Linked DNA regions of Ovis canadensis: region 2 is linked to region 1. The links are chromatin contacts, called in public Hi-C maps. All regions are on one chromosome and are shown on one strand. Each heading gives the region's core, a stretch centred on a gene start, on an enhancer-like site or on the middle of the called end of the contact. The rest is flanking DNA. Distances are from core to core; before and after follow the strand shown.

Region 1 (7,603 bases), core at 1,491-3,990:
GAAAACTGGTGAAATAAATGATGGTATATATGGCTGGACATTAACATGAGATTCTTTCTTTGTTTCAGCTGAGACCCCAAAGGCTGAGAATACATGATAGAGGCTTAATTTCCTTGTTTACCAAGAGAGGAGCCAGACCACACATACAGGATATGCCAAGGTAGTATAAAACCACCCTTGCTGGCATTAATGCTCTCCCCAGCCACCCCACAAAGGGACAAAGGGCTGGAGAGTTACTGGTGTGCTGAGGCTCTCCTGCCCGCACCCCCCCCTCACACCTCCTGCTTCCTTCTCACCTAAAGCTGTGTGAGGAAGTGTAGGGGTTGCGTGAAGAGGCTGAGAGCTGACTCATTTGAAAAGACCTTGATGCTGGGAAAGACTGAGGGCAGGAGGAGAAGGGGACCACAGAGGGTGAGATGTTTGGATGGCATCAGTGACACAATGGATATGGGTTTGAGCGGACTCTGGCAGTTGGTGGAGGCCTGGCGTGCTGTGGTTCACGCGTTCGCAGAGTCGATACGACTGAGCAACTGAACTGAACTGAACTGAAGAGGCTGGGCAGGGCTGCAGACCTGAAAACCTGCCTTCCCACTGATGGTGCTGAACAGCAAGCCTGGGAGCAGACTCCCTACGTTTGGAGGTCTAGAAGGACAGACACCAGAACTTCAGCAGTGACTCTCTCTGTAGTCGAGACTGGAATTAAGGATCAAGGAATGGAAAGAAACTGATGTTTCAATTCAAATTCTTCTATAATGTTCCAAATAAACATGTTTGTATATTACCAAAAAAGGAGATCAGGGCTTACTTGGCAGTCCAGTGGTTAGTGCTCCACACTTCCACTGCAGAAGGGCATGAGTTTGATCCCCGGACAAGGAACTAAGATCCTGCGTGCCAAGAGGTGCTGCTAAAATAAAATATAAAAATAAAATAAATTTTTTTAAAAGGAGAAATTGAAATTAAAAAAAGGGCATGTAATGAACACATAATAATAAATTGCTTGCTCTTGGGGGTAGTACTAGGAAACATTATTTCTAGTGATTTCAGATTTTCATTATATTGAGTTATTTTATAATAAGTGCATTTTATTTTTAGAAGCAGAAAAAATATCCAGAGACAGCATTGAATGATTGGATGAATGAAAGCTTGGACCAGAAAGAACAGCTTGGCATCCCTCTTCTCTCTCGTTGAATGCAGGACTCTGACTAGTTGGTAGGACGACCGCTGGTCAGTCCAGTCTCTGCCTCGGGAGAGCTGCTAGCCCCAGAGAACTCTTTTCTCTGGCTGCCCACACCGAGGAGGGGACTTCCAGCCAGCACTGGGAACAGGTGTTCAGGACCAGTCACCATAAGGACACAAGTACTTTGAGAGTCCTGTCTGCCTCTGGCTGGGACTCTGCCACCTGCCCAGACCTCAAGGCTCCCTCGGTTCTGCCTGTGTGAGCCTGGCCCCCCAGACCCCCCCCCACCTGCCCACTTGCCCTTCTTCCCTCTTTCTCGTCCACTTATCTTCAACCTTGGCTAACTTTCTGACAGGGAAACTAAGGAACCCTGAGACAAGGGAGTCACCCAGAGTCAAGCAAGGGGTGATAGGCAGGGTGGGGCTAGGATCCAGGTCTCCTTGTGGCTGCCAGCATGTTCATTCCATGAGTGGCTGTCTTGTATGTGGTGGGAGCAAGGGAACTTTTTCTTCCTTCCCTCTCCTTCAACCAGAAGTACACTTATTTTTTCTTCAACAAGTAAATGGGTTCGGCAGGGTTTGGGGGTTTTGGTTTTATTTTAAACACTGGATTCCTAGGGGAACTGAAGAGAACACTCTTTACTTAGTCTGCCCTGTGTAAACCTCAGCTTCATCAGATGAGAAGCCCAGAGCTCTGTCACACAGCAATTATTTTCCTACACCCCTGCTCCTCCTTTATCCACACATTAGCTGGGGTGACTGGGGAAATATTCCTGGTGCAATAAACCCAAGGAAAGAGCTCTGCAGCCCAGAGCTTGGCATCCCCAAGAGTCGCCCCCCACCCCTAGAGCTGTACGCACCAGCCCTAGGACTAGTAACTGCCAGCAGAGCCTCTCCCCTCTGCTCCACATCCCTCCCTGCTGCCTCGTGGCCACACTCTTCCAGCCCCCATTTGAGGAGCGACTCAGGAAAATAGGGTGGTCCCAGAGTCGCGTCCCTGACACATGGCCAGAATAGCCTCTTAAGGAAATGAGGAAACTGTAAAGTTCAAGTGGGTGTTTACTACTGAGCTCTGGCTCATACAGCCAGTGATCAAACAGCAGGAGTCTCATCAAACAAAGACTGTAAAGTTCATCCCAGCCTTCTTGAGGAAAAGATGGGTGGGATCTGGGGGTTTTCAGGAGGCAGGGCAGGTGTTAGGAGCTGCTGCGCGGTGAGAGGTGCCCAAGGCTGCAGGCTCAGAGCCTCTGCTGGCTCAGCCCTGACTCACAAGCTTGGATTTGGCCGTGCGGCGTGCTGGGGGGTGGCAGTGGGGAGTGTCAGCTGTGACCTTCCCTTTCTGTGTGTCTCCTGGGCTTACCACCCACTCTGCTCCCAACATCTCCATCCTGTTCTCATTTGGGCCTTGATCAACTTTGGAGGCAAAAGACATGAGCAACAAAGGGCTTTGTGTTTTCTGAAAAGGATGTTGATACGGAACTCAACAAATCAAATATCTTGTGTTTTCAGAACCTCTCCTTTTCTGGCAGCTGTTCTTGGCTCTAAATCCTTCTGTGTGCCCTGACTCACCCCCTCTGGCAGCAGTGAGTCTATGGACTGAGTCTCACAATGCTGATTCTAGTGTAGAATAAGCACAATACAGGGAACCAAGCATATTAGAAATGTAGTTATTAAAATATAAACAAATTTGTGATATGGAAAAAATGCTAGTTTACTAATGCATTAAATGACAAGATCTAGCAATAGGTCTAATTATGGCTGAGATTTTGAAGAAGTGATGGATGTTAGTGATATTTGAGGGTCTCTGTGATGACCAGAGTGTGATGGTGAAAGTGTTCAGTTGTGACAAAGTCCTAGGTTCTCTGAAGCGTGTGGTTTGTTGCCTACATGCTCACCTGAAGGGAAATGTAAACTGCAGTTAGAGGTTAATGAAAATCAGAGTGTAATTTTTTTCCTTAATGGTCAATACCGAAACCAGATTGATTATATTCTTCCCAGCCAAAGATGGAGAAGCTCTAAACAGTGAGCAAAATAAGACCTGGAGCTGACTGTGGCTCACATCATTAGCTCCTTATTGCAAAATTCAGGCTTAAATTGAAGAAAGTAGGGAAAACCACTAGGCTATTCAAGTATGACCTAAATCAAGTCCTTTATGACTGATTATACAGTGGAGGTAACGAATAGATTCAAGAGATTAGATCTGGTAGGCAGAGTACCTGAAGAATAATGGACAGAGGTTCATAAAATGGTACAGGAGGCAGAGACCAAAACCATCCCAAAGCAAAGAAATGCAAGAAGGCAAACCAGTTGTCTGGGGAGGCTTTACAAATAGCTGAGAAAAGAAGAGAAGCAAAAAACAAGGGAGAAAGGGAAAGATATGCCCAACTGAATGCAGAGTTCCAGAGAATAGCAAGGAGAGATAAGAAGGTTCTTAATAAACAGTGCAAAGAAATAGAGGAAAACAATAGACTAGGAAACAGTAGAGATTTCTTCAAGAAAATTGGAGATATCAAAAGAATATTTCATGAAAGGATGGGCATGCTAAAGGACAGAAACAGTATGGACCTAACAGAAGCAGAAGATATTAAGAAGAGGTGGCAAGAATACACAGAACTGTACAAAAAAGGTCTTAATGATGTGGATAACCACAAAGATGTGATCACTCACCTAGAGCCAGATGTTCTGGAGTATGAAGTCAAGTGGACCTTAGGAAGCATCACTGCAAACAAAGCTAGTGGAGGTGATGGAATTCCAGTTAGCCAATTCAAACCCTAAAAGATGATGCTATTAAAGTGCTGCACTCAATATGCCAGCAAATTTGGAAAACTCAGAAGTGGCCACAGGACTGGAAAAGGTCAGCTTTCATCCCAATCCCAAAGAAGGGCAATGCTAAAGAATGTTCAGACCGGACAATCGGACTGGACTTGACAATTGCATTCATTTCCCATCCTAGTAAGGTTATGCTCAAAATCCTTTGAGATAGACTTTTAGCTGTACTTGAATTGAAAATTTCCAGATGTAGAAGCTGAGTTTAGAAAACGCAGAGGAGCCAGAAATCTAATTGCCAATATTTGTTGGATCATAGAGAAAGCAGGGGAATTCTAGAAAAATGTCTACTTCTGCTTAATTGACTAAGCCAAAGCCTTTGACTATGTGGACCACAACAAAGTGTGGAAAATTCTTAAAGAGATGGGAATACCAGACCATCTTACCTGTCTCCTAAGAAACCCATACGCGAGTCAAGTAGCAACAGTTGGAACCAGACATGGAACTACAGACTGGTTCCAAATAGGGAAAGGAGTACCATAAGGCTATATATTGTCACCCTGCTTATTTAACTTATATGCAGAGTACATCATACGAAATGCCAGGCTGAATGAGTTACAAGCTGATATCAAGATTGCCAGGAGAAATATCAACAACTTCAGATATGCACATGATACCACTCTAATGGCAGAAAGTGAGGAACTAAAGACTAAAGAGCCTCTTGATAAGGGTGAAAGAGAAGAAGGAAAAATCTAGCTTGAAACTTAACATTCAAAAAACTAAGATCATGGCATCTGGTCCCATCATTTCATGGCAAATAGAAGAGGGAAAAGTGGAAACAGTGACAGATTTTCTCTTCTTGGGCTTCAGAATCGCTGCAGATGGTGACTGCAGCCATGAAATTAGAAGATGTTTGCTTCTTGGAAGGAAGGCTATGAATGACAAACCTAGACAGCATGTTACAGCATGTTAAAAGGCAAAGACATCACTCTGCTGACAAAGGTCTGTCTAGCTAAAGCTATGGTTTTTCCAGTAGTCATGTATAGATGTGAGAGTTGGACTATAAAGAAAGCTGAGCACCCAAGAATTGATGCTTTTGAACTGTGGTGTTGGAGAAGACTCTTGAGAGTCTCTTGGACTGCAAGGAGATCCAAAGAGTCCATCCTAAAGGAAATGGACTGATTTCATCCTAAAGGAAATCAGTCCTGAATATTCATTGGAAGGACTGATAGTTAAGCTGAAACTCCATTACTTTGGCCATCTGATGCGAAGAACTGACTCATTAGAAAAGACCCTGATGCTGGGAAAGATTGAGGGCAGGAGGAGAAGGGGATGACAGAGGATGAGACGGTTGGATGGCATCACTGACTCAATAGACATGAGTTTGAGAAAGCTCTGGGAGTTGGTGATGGATAGGGAATCCTGACGTGCTGCAGTCCATGGGGTCGAAAAAGTGACTGAACTGAACTGAACTGATGGTCTTTCTAGCAGTCATGTATAGATGTGAGAGTGAGACCATAAAGAAGGTTGAGTGCAGAAGAATTGATGATTTTGAACTGTGGTGTTGGAGAAGACTCTTGAGAGTCCCTTGGACAGCAAGGAGATTAAACCAGTCAATCCTAAAAGAAAATCAATATTCATTGGAAGAACTGATGCTGAAGCTGAAACTCCAATACTTGGGCCACCTGATGCGAAGAGCCAGCTCAATGGAAAAGACCCTGATGCTGGGAAAGATTGAAGGCAGAAGGAGAAGAGAGCAGCAGAGGATGAGATGGTTGGATAGCATCACTCAATGAACAAGAACTTGGACAAACTCTGGGAGATAGTGAGGGACAGGGAGGCCTGGTGTGCCACAGTCCATGGGGTCACAAAGAGTCAGACATGACTTAGGGACTGAACAACAAGGAAAAACAGACCCTCTCAGTTCTCTCTGTGGGTCTCTGACTGTGAGTAGCCAGGTCAAGGCTTTTGCCTGTAGCGGTTTCTTGCCTGGCTATGCTGGCCTGGGTCTCACAGCCTGGCTCCCAATGTGTTCTTACCTCCCACTCTCTCTCTCTCCCCTCTCGTTTGGCCTCTCTTGGGTGCTATTCATGCAGGGCTGAGGGTTAACATTTTCAGATTAAGATTTACTTGGCAAGGGGCAGGAGTTGTATATATAATAACTCACCTGATGACCCCTGTAACATGGACAGGTAGTGAGTGTCAGACATTATTTTGTCAGTGTCCAAAATCAAGTTCTTCCCACTAGGCCTGGGGCTCTTTTCCCCAGGAAAGCAATGATGTCCCTGCCTCCCTCTGGCTCTAGAAAGTGTTCATCTAAACAAAGAGCTGGGCCTACGATTGTGGGATTTTCAAGGCTGCCAGTGTACTTCGGGCAGCAGGACGCTCCCTTGGCCTTGCCTATATTTTCAAGGGCTCTGGCCTGGCACACCCCAACAAGTTGTGGGGGGGGGGCTTCCAAATGTCACTTTGCAAAGATTTAAAAGTGCCTTCCCCTTCAAGGTCACTACCAAAACTGAAAAAAAGGATTCAACCCCAAACCTCCCACTCCCAAGGCCAGACTTGCTTGTGTTTATTGTCTCTGTGTCCTGCAAGCATTAATCAGAAAGCCTCTTTGGCTGGACACAGGGGAAATAAAGGTCGCACTGTCTCCCACAAGCAGAGCTCTGAGGCTGAACAAAGGCAGAACCACAAAGGCACACGTCTGCTTCTGTTCTCTTTGCCTAGAATTTAAAAACCTGTTCATTAGACCTTTTGCTGGATGGCTCACCAACCCCCTATGCATTTTATCTGAAGATGGTCACATGAGTTTTATGATATTTTTGCATTCTTGCCTTGCATGCATTTCATTTTGCTAAGTTATTTAATTCAGCCATGCCTAAGTCTTCTCTCCAAGTTCTGAAGGTGCTTCTTTGTAACATTTCTTACATCTGAACCTGGTTTTCAGTTAGCTCACACCTTGTCTCTTCCTCCCTGAGTATAACCATTTAGTTAGCATCAAGTGCCTAAATAAACTGAGTGCCACGGGACCCATACGGTTTTCATTTGCCATAGTCTTGGGAATCTTGTGGACACTGGCCCCATTGGCTTTCAGATCTAGGTGTTCTGGAGACCTGTCCCTCAGGTGGGAGTCTTAAAATTTATGGGACTGGATACCTTGTTTCTAACCCAGTGGGACCCAGTTGGACTTCTAGCCTCCAGAACCCTGAGATGAAAGTTTGTGTTATTTTAAGCCACTAAGTTTGTGGTAATTCGTTGCAGCAGCAATTGGAGAATGATACAGAAAAGTGAAGGGGTGTTATGGAAACAGTTTGGAGGGGGCATGATGGCAGTCTGGAGAGGGCCCACTTGGCTCACAGCTTCTGTTCAGCCCTAGCCAGCATTTCTTAGAGGGAATAGAGGGACAGAATTGTCAGATTCTTCAATTTTTGAAATAAGGTGAAAATACAATTTCCATGTTAAAAAAAAAAAGTTGTGGGGAAGGGGCTAGATGTGTGGTCCAAATTATTCACTCCTCAAAAACAGTGAAATCACCCCCCTTTTAAAACTGAAGAACTAGAACATCAGCTTGTGGAAGCGAATCGCTCAAGGTCACATAACTTGCCAGCAGTAATATTCCTTCCTTCCAACCTGAGTTGCATTAGGAAAAAATTAACTGTAT
Region 2 (7,603 bases), core at 3,751-6,250, 34 kb after region 1:
GCCACTTCAGGGTAGATTAAAGACTTAAACGTAAGACCTGAAGCCATAAATTCTGGAAAGAAACTAGGCACTATACTCTTCGACACTGGCTTTAGCAATTTTTTTTTCTTGGGTGTATCTCCTCAGGCAAGGGCAACAAAAGCCAAAATAAACAAGTGCGACTACATCAAACTATAAAGTTTTGCACAGTGAAGGAAACTATCAACAAAATAAAAAGGCCGCCTACTGAAAGGGAGAACATATTTTCAAGTGATACATGCAAGAAGCAATTAATGCCCCAAACACATAATGAACTCATACAATTCAACATCAAAAGACAATTTTTAAATGGCAAGAGATCCTAAATGGACATTTTCCCAAAGAAGACATACAGATGGCCAACAGGCATGTGAAAAGATGCTGAATGTCACCAAACATCAAGGAAATTCAAATCAAAACCACAATAAAATAGCACCTCACATCTGTCAAAATGGTTAGCATGTCTTGTCAAAAAGATAACAACAGCTGTTGGTGAGGACTTGGAGAAAAAAGAAACTTTGTGTATTGTTGGTGAGAATATAAACTGGCATAGCCACTATAGAAAACAGTAAGGAGGTTTCTCAAAAAATTAAAAATTGAACTACCATACCATCCAGAAATTCCACTTCTGGGTATTTATCCACAGAAAATGAAAACACTGTTATCAGAAAAGATAATGCTCCCCTATAGCAGAGACCCAGAAATCCAGAACGGTAATCTTTACCCATAGAAAAGTGATCTTAAAAAGCCAAGAGAAAATGCTTCCTACAGCTTCTTGCTGCAACTTCATCTCAAGAGAACATAGGAGAAAATCCTAAAAAGGGATAATTTAGGGTTAAATGATTCTATGAACACAGAACTATTCAACTATATATGAAACTATAAAATTCTCAATATTGGTCAAAAAACCACAAAATCTACGAGTGGCTTAATAAGTGTACAAATTCTCAAAATTGTATTTCCTATTACTACAAGTATTTATATTTCTAGTTACATTTTCCCCAGCTATCATCTTAAGCATTAAGTATTTTAGAAACATATTGTACTTACAATATAAACACAAAAAGTGCACATACCTTAAGTTTTCAATATGAAATTTTACAAACTAAACACATCCATGTAATAAGCCACCAGATAAAAACTGAACATTAACACTGTTTTGATATTAATTTTTATTCAAGAAAAGAAAACTCTTGTTATGTTCTGGATAGGGTCTTCTCCAGCCAATTTGAAAGCATCAATTCTTCAGAGCTCAGCCTTCTTTATAGTCCAACTCTCACATCCATACATGACTACTGGAAAAAAAAAATTGCTTTGACTATGCAGACCTTTCTTGGCAAAGTGATATCTCTGCTTTTTAATATGCTGTCTAGGTTTGTCATATCTTTCTTGCCAAGGAGCAAGCATCTTTTACTTTCAAGGCTGCAGTCACCATCCACAGTGATTTTGGAGCCCAAGAAAGTCAGGTCTGTCACTGTTTCCATTTTTCCCCCATCTATTTGCCATGACGTGATAGGACTGGATGCAACAATGATCTTAGTTTTTGAATGCTGAGTTTTAAGCATCAAGAGGCCCTTCAGTTCCTCTTCCGCTTTCTGTCATTAGGATGGTACTGCTTGCATATTATCTACTACTATCTGCATATCTGAGGTTATTGATATTTCTCCCAGCAATCTTAATTCCAGCTTGAGCTTCATCCAGCCCAGCATTTCTCATGATGTACTCTGCATATGTTAAATAAACAGGATGACGATATACAGCCCTGATGTACTCCTTTCCCAACTTTGAACCAGTCCGTTTTTCCATGTCTGGTTCTAACTTGCTTCTTGATCTGCATACAGGTTTCTCAGGAGACAGATAAGGTGGTCTGGTATTCCCATCTCTTGAAGAATTTTCCACAGTTTGTTGTGATCCACACAGTCGAGGGCTTTAGCATAGTCAATGAAGCAGAAGTAGATGTTTTTCTGGAATTCCTTTGTTTCTTCTATGATCCAACAAATGTTGGCAATTTGATCTCTGCCTTTTCTAAATCCAGCTTGTACAACTGGTAGTTCTCAGTTCATGTACTATCAAAGCCTAGCTTGAAGGATTTAAGCATTACCTTGCTAGCATGTGAAATAAGCGCAGTTGTGCAGCGGTTTGAACATTCTTTGGCATTGCCCTTATTTCGGACTGGAATAAAAACTGACCTTTTCCAATCCTGTGCCCACTGCTGAGTTTTCCAAATTTGCTGGCATATTGACTGCAGCACTTTAATAACATCATCTTTTAGGATCTGAAATAGCTCAGCTGGAATTTCATCCCCTCCAGTTCGTATTAATGCTTTGTTCATATTAATGCCTCCTAGGGCCTACTTGATTTCACACTCCAGGATATCTGGCTCTAGATGAATGATCACACTATCATGGTTATCCCGGTCATTAAGACCTTTTCGTACAGCTCTTCTGTGTACTTTTGCCACCTCTTCTTAATCTCTTCTGCTTCTGTTAGGTCTTTGCCTTCTGTTAGGTTGTTGTTGTTTAGTCGCTAAGTTCTGTTCAACTCTTTTGCGACCGCCATGGATTGTAGCCTGCCAGGCTCCTCTGTCCATGGAATTTCCCAGGCAAGAATAATGGAGAGGGTTGCCTTTTCCTTCTCCAGGGGATCTTCCCAACCCAGGTATTGAACCCACGTCTTGTGCATTGGCAGGCGGATTCTTTACCACTGAGCCCCATCAGGGAAGTCTGAAGGTAGCCTTTGGAAATTGGAAAAGGCAAAGATACAGATTCTCCCCTGCAGCCTAAGGAAGACAAAACTACTGATATCTTTTTTTTTTGTTTTTAATTGAGCTATATTTGACATATAACTTTACATTAGGTTCAGGTGTAAAACACAAGGATCTTGTGAAATGATCACCATGATAAATCTAGTTAACACTGATCACTACACATAGTTATAAATTTTTTTCTTGTGATGATATCTATACTGTTTCTTTTATTTTAGCCCCTCAAAAACCCGTTTCAGACTTCTAACCTCCAGATTGGAAGTTAATATATTTTTAAGCTACTAAGTTTTGTGTAACTTGTTATAGCAGCAGTAGAGTCCATCTAGAGTCCAGTGAATCTGTGTGTTCAGATTCATATATCTTTTGTATGCATAATTTTATTTATTTTTGGCTGCACTAGGTCTTTGTTGCTATGCAGGCTTTTCTCCAGTTGCAGTGAGTAGGGGCTTCTTATTGTGGTGGTTTCTCTTGTGGAGCATGGGATCTAGATGCACGTGAGTTTCAGTATTTGCAACTCCTGGGCTCCAGAGCATAAGCTCAACAGTTGTGGTACTTGGGCTTCGCTGCTCCTTGGCATGTGAGATCTTCCTGGACCAGGGATCGAACTTGTGTATCCTGCATTGGTAGGCAGATTCTTTACCACTGAGCCACCAGGGAAGCCCTAGATTCATGCATCTTATTGCCTTTATAATAGCTTCCTGTGGCTGTCTCATAGGCATCTCAAATCTAACACATCACAAATTACACCTTTACTTTTAAATCCCTAAACCTGACCACTCCCCCAGCTTTTCATCTTGGCAAATGGCACCGACCCAATTACTAATACAAGACATCTGGAAGTCAACCTTCCTTTTCTCTGTCATCCTTGCATGTATACTAAGTCACTTCAGTCATGTCCAACTCGTGACACTGTGGACTGTTGACTGCCAGGCTCCTCTGTCCATGGAATTCTTTAGGCAAGAATACTGGAGTGGGTTGCCACGCCCTTCTTCAGGGGATCTTCCCGTGTCTCTTATGTCTCCTACATTGGCAGGTGGGTTCTTTACCACTGAGCCACCTGGGAAACCCCATCCTTTCATACCTAATTCATAATTAAGTTTCATCAATTCTACTTCCAAACTAAATATCATATCCAATCATTTCAATCGAGTTTCACTGCCACCATTTTTTTTTACCATCAAATTTCTTTTCTTTGATATGGAATGTATGCATATACTACAAAATACAAAAGATATTATAAAAATAAATTCAGTGAAAAGTCTATCTCTTCCTAGTTCTGCCAAATGCAATTAGTGGTATGGGTTTTGTGTGTATGTGTGTGTGTGTGTTTCCTTTCAGAGATTTTTTTCCCGCTACCACCATTCTCAACTTTCAACCAGTCCATTCTCCACAGAATAGCAAAAGTGATATTTAAAAAAGAAATCTTCTGGTACTTGCTTGCAGGAAATCCCCTAATATCTGTCCTTTTGTAGCTGATGTGACCTCTTGGTGACAACAAGCTAGCTGCAGGGGAACTAACGGTTCACAAATATTCTGTAAATTAGAGCATCATTAACTGAAATAAATTAAGTGCAAAAGTTTATTGGGCTTGAAATTCACTTTAGCAAGAACTGACAATGAATCATTAGGCTGTTTAAATAGTTTCACTTGCGGTAAGTTATTTACTAGCTGTAAAAATATTTTAATATACTGTATCACCAACTCAAAGCTTGTCAGTGGTGACTAAGGAATTTGAAACAATCATTAGAAACTGTTCATCAGGAGCTGTGTGAGGCCTTTCCCGCCACTTTCTCTGCCACCTCTGTGTTCCTCTCTGTAAGTGTCTGGGGCAGGACGGCCTGGGGGTTCCGCGCATCATAAGGATCAGCAGGTCTCCGCCTCGCCTTGGTCATCAGCATCCACAGATCCTTCTAGTAGACGCGGTTCTGGAGGGGCACGGCTTCACTCGGGAGAGAGCTCTGGGTGGACCGCCACACGACCGTATTGTTTTGGTCCTGCCTATGAAATGACTGCGTGAGAAGGCCTGAGACATTGCCTCTAGGGCGCAAGGCCAAAACAACTACCCGTAAGGCGCTCGGGTTCCGAACTTTCACTTGACAGGCGGAGAAGCTGTCCAGGGGCGGGAACACCGGCTGAGAACAAGAGCTGGTCGCCTGGGGGCTACGCCACGTTCACGGAAGGCGCCGCCCCGGCCTGTCCTCCTCGCTCAGCCAATCGCAGAATTCCTCGCCGCTGACGTAGGGCGCGTCGGCCGATTTGGCGCTCGGGTGGGTGTGCAGGGCGCGCGGGTGCGCTAGGAGCCGGTCGAGGCGAGTCATCGCTCGCGGTGCAGGGTGGCGGAAGCCGAAGGGGCGGTCTCGCGCCGGCCTACGTTCCGGATCGGCCCTCCGTTCTCACCCGCGAGGTCTGACTGCGGCGACGCGGGAGAAACAGCGGACCCGCTACTGGTGAGACCTGCGTGCCCGCCAGGGACTCGGGGAAGGGGGACGCGGGCTCGGGGAACGCCACCTGTCGGCCCCCAGGGCCTTTCTCTTTCGGCCTCCACCCGGAGGCCTCAGATCCCCGGCCGGCGGCTCCGCACTCATCACGCCGCAGGTCCGCACCCGGCCCGGGCCTGGCTGTCTCCCGTGGGCCTGCACGTCAGGGCCGCTCCTTAGTCCAGTTGTGGGCTCAGCCGTTGGCTGGTGCAGCAGTTTTGAGTGCGGACCCCGGGTGAGTAACCCCGGAGTGGGGCTCGGGGTCTCAGAGGAAGGCCGGCTGCACTCTGTTCCTCCGGCTATCCTGAAAGACAGCGAGCAGCCGCTCACAGAGATGTGCAGGAGAAGGCAGGGAGCTCCGTGAAGATGAGTGGCCCTGGGATGTAAAGTGTCTGACGAAAGATGATCTTGAAGGTCTGCGCCTAACCCTGACTGTACTCTGAGTCTGAGCTTCCCTGGAAGCTTGATATGTATTTATTTCACTATCCCGCCCCCCCACGCCCCCACCGCGCGCCGCAGCACAACACTTGTAAAATTGTTAGAGCACGAAAGTTTTTTTTTTTTTTTTTATGGAGAAGTGTCGTAGGGTACAGCTTGGCATTTAGAGATAACTGTTCGAGTCGACTGTGGAAGCTCTGGAAGGAGTCACACCCGAGTGTAGCTCAAGATAGTGTTCTGAATTTCAGACCACTTTCGATAGACCTCTCCTGATTCTTGTGAGCCTCATCCGGTCTGCACTGAGGGAAGAGAGGGATTCATCATATGTGCCCTTCACTGCCGCGGTGCCTGGCAGGAAGGTTCTCACTCATGAGTGCTTATGAAATGAACAGGCAGGCAAACACTGGATATGAGCACTATCTTGAATGCTGATTTGGTGTTTGGTTTTGGCAGTTATTAGCCAATGGCTCCCCACTCCAGTACTCTTGCCTGGAAAATCCCATGGACAGAGGAGCCTGGGAGGCTGCAGTCCATGGGGTCGCGAACGTCAGACACGACTGAGCGACTTCACTTTCACTTTTCATGCCCCGGAGAAGGAAATGGCATCCCACTCCAGTGTTCTTGCCTGGAGAATCCCAGGGTCGGGGGAGCCTGGTGGGCTGCCGTCTATGGGGTCGCACAGAGTCGGACACGACTGAAGCGATAGCAGCAGCAGCAGCTATGATTTGGGGAAAGTTAAATTGGTTTTCACTGAGGTATGCCCGTTTGTAAAACAGGGCTGATAAGATAGGGCTGTGAGGATGAAGTGAATTAATGCTTGTAAAGCTCTTAACATGTGCTTGGCAATTGTTTACTTTGATGGTGTCTTCTACTCAGAAGGGCTTCCCTTGTGGCTCAGCTGGTAAAGAAAGAATCTGCCTACAATGTGGGAGATCTGGGTTTGATCCCTGGGTTGGGAAAATCCCCTGGAGAAGGGAAAGGCTACCCACTCCAGGATTCTGGCCTGGAGAATTCCATGGACTATAGTCCATGGGGTTGCAAAGTCCATGGGTTCGAAAAGTTACTCAACTGAGCAACTTTCACTTCACTTCTGCTCAGAAACTGCTTGAGCCAAGTGTCTTTTTCCATAGTTGAATGGGACCACAGTATTTATTTCCCTGGAAGGGGTCACTCACCTTTTTGTCAGTATTTGTAATAGTCTTGAGAGAATGTAGGTTTCTCAGATTGCCAGTGAGTTCGAGGTGAAGGCTTATTTTCATACCAGTATCTATGTTTTAGTGGCTCTGGTTACTCTCATGGAATTGAGTGAAATGAATGTAAATATCCAGTCCATCTGCTTTCTGAGCTTTAGGCTTTAAGGACTGTGGACAGTGCATCTTTGTTGATCATTTAAAAGATTTCTCGTTTTCCATACAATATTTTATATATGCTGAAAAGGACAGAAGACAACATGACACCCTCTACCAATCCTCCAGATTTAACACATATTAATATGTTACCATGTTTGTTTCAGATCTCTACTTAAACGATTTTTTAAAAAATGTTTACATAGACAACAGAAACCCTCTAAGCCCTCTTTTCCTTTCCCTTCCCTCCTCCTTCAGAGGTAACTACTTTCTTGAGTTGCTGTATAAGTTTACTATAAATCAGTAAACAACATATAGTAATGTTTTACATATTTTTAGATGGTGCCCTATTGTATCTTTTTTTAGAATATGCTGTTTTCATTTAACATATTTTAGACGTTTATTAATATTGACACATTTCAATGTAGTCCATTTGTTTTCATTACTCTCTGGGAGTCCACTGTGTAAGTAAAAAAGTTTTATCTTGTTTTACATTGCACTTTATGCAACTTAAAAACTCCTGGTATAGTCTAAGTCCATTATGTCACATTTATTCATTT

What was found. A called contact is a pair of places that touch in the nucleus more often than the background predicts.
Region 2: a Hi-C map of lung shows a contact between it and region 1, with 2.6 times the contacts expected there. The contact joins the promoter of GNE here to the enhancer-like site in region 1. A contact is called at or near these places in 2 of 2 Hi-C or Micro-C datasets (fibroblasts and lung).

Annotation. Positions count from the first base shown.
Region 1 is chr2:52,736,206-52,743,808 of ARS-UI_OviCan_v2, forward strand. No RefSeq gene overlaps it. Among named protein-coding and RNA genes, the nearest start is that of GNE, 33 kb to the right of the region's middle. Within about 2 kb of position 2,741, the one cell type or tissue checked has open chromatin away from gene starts, as enhancers often do. A contact at or near this core is called in fibroblasts, where this site is marked.
Region 2 is chr2:52,767,760-52,775,362 of ARS-UI_OviCan_v2, forward strand. It overlaps GNE (glucosamine (UDP-N-acetyl)-2-epimerase/N-acetylmannosamine kinase), which reads left to right and starts at 5,001. Exons shown (of 12, transcript XM_069574077.1): 1 at 5,001-5,229.